Regions from separate parts of the Canis lupus genome. Here region 1 is linked to region 2. The links are chromatin contacts, called in public Hi-C maps. All regions are on one chromosome and are shown on one strand. Each heading gives the region's core, a stretch centred on a gene start, on an enhancer-like site or on the middle of the called end of the contact. The rest is flanking DNA. Distances are from core to core; before and after follow the strand shown. Region 1 holds the start of SEC62 (translocation protein SEC62). Region 2 holds the start of ACTRT3 (actin-related protein T3).

The links. Hi-C and Micro-C count contacts between places; a contact is called where the count stands out from the background.
Region 1: a Hi-C map of blood shows a contact between it and region 2, with 2.7 times the contacts expected there. The contact joins the promoter of SEC62 here to the promoter of ACTRT3 in region 2. A contact is called at or near these places in 2 of 9 Hi-C or Micro-C datasets (both in blood).

The regions. Positions count from the first base shown.
Region 1 is chr34:34,814,844-34,817,818 of UU_Cfam_GSD_1.0, reverse strand. SEC62 (translocation protein SEC62) reads right to left here and starts at 1,270. Exons shown (of 8, transcript XM_038583856.1): 1 at 1,114-1,270. The coding sequence starts at 1,149. It overlaps LOC119867527 (a long non-coding RNA gene), which reads left to right and starts at 1,252. Exons shown (of 2, transcript XR_005383991.1): 1 at 1,252-1,717; 2 at 2,143-2,975.
Region 2 is chr34:34,629,913-34,632,824 of UU_Cfam_GSD_1.0, reverse strand. It overlaps ACTRT3 (actin-related protein T3), which reads left to right and starts at 1,278. Exons shown (of 2, transcript XM_038583281.1): 1 at 1,278-1,530; 2 at 2,619-2,912. The coding sequence starts at 1,331.

The DNA.
Region 1 (2,975 bases), core at 21-2,520, 190 kb before region 2:
GAAAGAAAGATGTTCCACAATAACCTTAAACCCTAGTCCGATGACCTGCTGGAACTTGGGGCAATTTGTCTCTTTCTGTATCTCTTCTGTACTCTGTTGGGAACTACTTCCCTATTTCTGCCCGATTCCAAAAATCCCAGGTTTGCTGGTCACTGGCATCCTTTCCCCGCTAGCACTTCATAGTTTTCTGGAGGATGTTAACGTGCATGGCTCAAATCACCTGTGATAAGGCCCAAGTAAGTGACCACAAAATAGATCCAGATCTAGATCTATCTATACATATAATTTTAAACGGAGGAATAGGACATTACAGAGAAAAAAACTAGTCATTCTAAGCATCGGGACCCGAGGAGACAGACGGGATGGGCAGCATCAACCGAGTACGCCGTGTGGATCTGCGACGACGCGGGAGGTTTCCGGCAGGTTAGGCTGAGGCGGCGGCTGGGAAACACCACGCCAGGTCTACGGCGTTCGGCGCGGCTTCGCCCGCTTGGCCCAAAGGCAGGACGACGGAGGAGCCGCCGGGGAGCAACGCACAGGTGACGAGCGCGGGCGGCGGGGCGGCGGGGCGGGCTGCAGGGCGCGACCCCGCCGCCGTGTGTCTCCGCCGCGTCGCGGGCGCCGCTGCACGTCTGGAGGCCGAGCGCCGCGCGGGCCCCGCCGGGCAGCAGCAGACGCGTCCCGCCCGCGCACAAAGCGCCGGCCGCCGCGGGTCCGTGGGCCCCACCTCCTCCCACCCTGCGTCCCGCGGCCGCGACTTCGGGGTAACGAGCGCGCGAGGCCGAGGCCGCGGGGGGCGCGGGAGGCCGGGGGCGCGGCGCAGGCCCGGCGGGGCGGCCTCGGGGACCCCGGGCGGCCCGCCCCGAGCGCGGCGCCTCTCGCCTCCCGCCGCGGCCGCCCCTCGCCCGCCTCGCTCCCAGCCGTCGCCGTCGCCGTCCCCGTCCCCGTCCCCGTCGCCGACACCGCCCCCCCTCAGGCCCCCTCACAACGGCGCCTCGCGCGGGGCCGCCCCACCGGCCTCGCCCTCCCGGGGCGCTCCCCTCGCCGCGTCTCCTGCCGAGCGCCCCGAAGCCCCCTTGCCCCGGGTGGGAGCGGGGGGCTCGCCTTTCCTACCTGGATCCGCTTCTTGTGTCTCCTGCGCTCCGCCATGTTGGCCGCTCCGCCCGGTTCCCTCTGACGTGGAGCGAGGAGGGGGCGGTGGAAGCCTCGCGAGAGCGCGCGTGGGCCCGTTATGTAATCGGGCGGCGGGCGGGCGGGCGGGGAGGGGAGCCCGCGAGAGGCGGCGGCCGCGCCGGCCTGGTCGGCTCCTTGCTTCTCCTCCCCACTCGTCCCCCCGTGCTGCGGGAACTGGAACTCTCCCTGGGACCGGGAGGAGACTGAGACGCGGTCCGGAGAGCGGGAGGGCGCGGACGGAGGAGCACCTGCGCCTGCACCTGCAGCACCTGGGCGGGCGGTCGCCGGACATGCGGGCTCCCGCCCCGCCCCCACTCGGCGCACTCCCGGTCTGCACCGCGGGGGCCTGGCGGGGCCCGGGCCTCAACCCATCCTCCCGCCCCTGCGGAGCCCCGGGTGCTGCAGCGCCTCGAAAACAAAACGTTGGATTCTCCATCCCGTCTTCTATCTTGTTTCTCAAAATCCGAGAGGCAGAATTTAGGGAAGGACAAGCAACTAGTAAGAGGAGCGGGGGAGTCTGAGCCCGCAGGCGCCTTGAAGTCTGGTGAATGATTCTTCCAACTCCAACTATGATTATTTTATTTTATTTTTTGTTTTATGATATGTAACTCTTTTATTTATATTACTTTTACTTTTATTATTTTTTAAATTCGAGATCTAGATTCTTATTTATTATTTATTTATTTATTTATTTATTGGAGTCCAAGTTGTCAACATATAGCGCATCACCCAGTGCCCATCCCGTCGAGTGCCCCCCCCCCTTATTCTTTTAGAGAGTCTCAGGCTTGCAGCTGAACCTCAAAAGATACGGCATGGATGATTATTTCTAGCTGTCTTCTGGACATTTCCACGGAATGTCCAACGGGGGAAAAAAAACAAAATCACCATTTCGCCCTCCAAACCTACCCCTATGGCTGTATCTTAGACCTCTGGTAACCTTGTCATTGTTCCCCCGGTTACTCCTATTAGAAACCTTGGAGGTATCCCAACCGTGCTTCGCTGATCAATCACCAGCCCAACTGATCCTGCAGCACAGATGTTTGGAATTCTTTCCTGCTTCATCATTCCTACTTGCCGGCTCCCAGTCAGCTCTTTAGCAGGGCTCACCTGGACTGTTGGCGAGTTCACCTGGAGTGTTGGCGAGAGCCTCCCTCTCATTCGAGCCCAACTCCAGGCCCAACTCCAAGGCGATCCTCCGCTCCCCCACCCCAGGGCCCCCCCAGTTGTGACCCACACAGGCGCCCCATTATTTTGTTATTTCAAATACAAATGGATTTCATGGACTTCCATAAGGAGGCATGTAATATCTGGTTGTTTCTTTTTTTGTGATGTTAGCAGCCATTCATGATCATCATCTAGATTCTCTATCTTTCAGGGGTGTAAGACAGTGATACTCAAATTCTTCTTTTGCTTTTTAATAGCTGTAATGCTTCCACAGGGGAAACAGTTGCATAGTTGTATGGATGCTTAGCTCATGAGGGCTAATGTTCACACGTGTAAGCCAAATTTCAAATTTCTCCTAGTTAATATTTGCATAAAAACATCTCAAACCTTCTTCCCAGCACTCCATTTATATACTGGATGGCGGGGGCAGAGAGTTTCTCCTATCCACTTCTTGTTCTGCTTTCCCTTTGAATTTACATCTCACTCCTGTCGTTTGGCTCCTCTTTCTTTTCTTTCTTTCTTTCTTTCTTTCTTTCTTTCTTTCTTTCTTTCTTTCTTTCTTTCTTTCTTTCTTTTTCTTTCTTTCTTTTTTTTTTTTTTTTTTTTTTGGCTCTTCTTTCTTTCCCCAAGGAGGAGCA
Region 2 (2,912 bases), core at 29-2,528:
AATAAAAATAAAAATAAAAATAAAAATAAAAATAAAAATAAAAATAAAAATAAATCAGACACCACGGTGCACGTTTTGGCACTCCATGTACTTAAATTATTCTAAACCTGAACTTCGTATGACCTAGGGGATATTACTTTTCTTGCAAAGAAGCAGACACCTCCTTATGCCTAAAAATCAAGTCTTATTTTTTAGGAAATGAGAAGGACTTTTCCGTATCACACCAGGAGATAACCTGGTAAGATTGTTAAAAAAAAAAAAAAAAAAAAAAATCAATTAATCAGCCAATCCGACAAAGCAAGAGTCTACCATTTTGGATTTGAGTACATTTTGCATGGAAGCCGCAGGGAAGGAACACAACAAAGTGTTAGTCCAGTTTATAGAAAGGATAATAAAGATATATAAAACACACCTTTTTTTTTCCTTTCAAGATTTTATTTAAATTCAAGTTAGTTCACATACAGTGTCGTGTTAGTTTCAGAGATAGATAGAATTTAGTGATTCATCAGTTGCATGTAACACCCAGGCAACTCATTACATCAGGTGGTCTCCTTAAAGTCCATCACCCAGTTGCCTCACCCCCACCCCCACCCCCACCCCCACCCTCCTCCCCTCCAGCTACCTTCAGGTTGTTTCCTATGATTTAAGATTTCTCCAGGTTTCCCTCTCTCTGTCTTTACCTTATTTTTCCTTCCCTTCCCCTAGTGGGTCTATGTGTAAAATCCACTTTAAATCCTAGCCTTCAAAACAAAAACAAAAAGAAAATCAAAAAATAAATAAATCCTAGCCTTCTTTCCTTGTCCTTTTAGGAGGTTGAAGAGGATTTCAGAAGCATGCAGCAAGCTGCTGCTACAGCTTTCCTCCTTCAAATCTGCCCAGCTTTTCCTAGCTTCAAGGGCACACTCCAGAGCCTCTGGGCAGGCCCCTGGACAGGTACCTATTAGCCAGGATGCGAAGGATTTGGAAAAGAAAACTGCTTGGCACGCCCCATCGAGGCATGAGGCAAAGCTCCTTGTAAAGGGTTAGATGTGTGTCTTCAGAGAAGAAAGTTGGGTTTTCCTGATACTGGTATCCCCGGATTCCAGGGGGTGGCACGTGGCCCAGCGATCAGGCGGGCAGCGCTCGGGAGAAGCAGGGGGCCGCACCTGCACCTGCCGCGCGGGCCTCGTGGGGTCAGGCCTGGGCCTCTGTGACGCGGCGTTCTAGGCCCCGCGGCCTGTTGACGCGGCGTTCTAGGCCCCGCGGCCTGCTCACCCGGCCCAGGCTGCCCGGCCCGCACTCTCCGGGGCAGGCGCAGCCAGGGCGGCCGTCGGGAGGCGGCGGCGGCGGCATGAGCCACTACCAGCTCCCGGTGGTGATCGACAACGGCTCCGGCGTGATCAAGGCCGGCCTGGCGGGGTCGCGGGAGCCCCAGTTCGTCTACCCCAACATTATCGGCCGACCCAAGGGCCAGGGCGGCGGGGCCAAGGGCGCGGTGGAGGTGTGTGTGGGTGACCAGGCGCAGGAAAGGAGAAACGCGCTGTCCATTAGGTATGGCCTTCTCCCGGCAGGCAGGACCCCCGGGGGGCGGGGGGGGGGAGCGGGGGAGCCCAGGTGAAGGCGCCCAAGGGTGCGAGCCTAAGGCAGTGGGGGGACAGGAAAGCCTCAGCCGGCTGGTGCAGCCCACGAATCTCCAAGGGTGCGAAACACCTAAAGAGTGAGCATTACTTGCTCTCTGCACCTAGAGACATGTCCTCAAATGTATAAAGTTACCGTTCATAAGATACAAGTCCATTAAGAATGTCAGTTAATTCATAGTACCCTCTCATGTAGGTTATTTTCTCCAATTGATAGTAAAGCTGTACTCTTATGTAAAGATCTCCCAATTTTTTTAAAAAGATTTTATTTATTTATTCATGAGAAACACACACACACACAGGGGGAGAGAGAGAGAGAGAGAGAGGCAGAGACAGGCAGAGGGAGAAGCAGGCTCCATGCAGGGAGCCCTATGTGGGACTCAACCCCTGGGACTCCATGATCACACTCTAGGCCAAAGGTAGCGCTAAGCCACTGAGCCACCCAGGAATCGCCCAATTTTTTTTTTTTTTTTTTAATTTAAAGGATTGTCTTCTAAAGGAGGGACAAATGGAAAGCAACAAAAATTGCAGAGGAGAGTAGCTATGTTAACATTTGCTGGCAGTTACCTTTTCTGATCAGTGGTCACTACCCATAAAGGGATACTGGTAATAAATATGGGGATTAACCCAAGCTTGAAGGGGATAGATGCCGGAGAAATTGAAAGCTACCACTGTAAAATAAATAAATAAATAAATAAATAAATAAATAAATAAATAAATAAATAAATAAATAAATAAATAAATAAATAAATTTAATTTAATTTAATTAAATAATAGGGATCCCTGGGTGGCGCAGCAGTTTAGCGCCTGCCTTTGGCCCAGGGCGCGATCCTGGAGACCCGGGATCGAATCCCATGTCGGGCTCCCGGTGCATGGAGCCTGCTTCTCCCTCTGCCTGTGTCTCTGCCTCTCTCTCTCTCTCTGTGACTATCATAAATAAATAAAAATTAAAAAAAATAATAAAATAAAAAGCTGCCATTTATCTTATTGCTTTTCCTACAGCTACCCAGTGGAGCGCGGTCTGATTACTTCCTGGGGGGACATGGAGATCATGTGGAAGCATATCTATGATCATAACCTGAAGCTAAAGGCCTGCGATGGCCCAGTCTTGATTACTGAGCCAGCACTGAACCCACTGGCGAAACGGCAACAGATCACTGAAGTGTTTTTTGAGCATCTACAGGTTCCTGCCTTCTATATGTCCATCCAGGGGGTGCTGGCTCTCTTTGCCACTGGCTTCACAACTGGTTATGTGCTGAATTCAGGTGCTGGGGTTACCCAGGGTGTACCCATCTT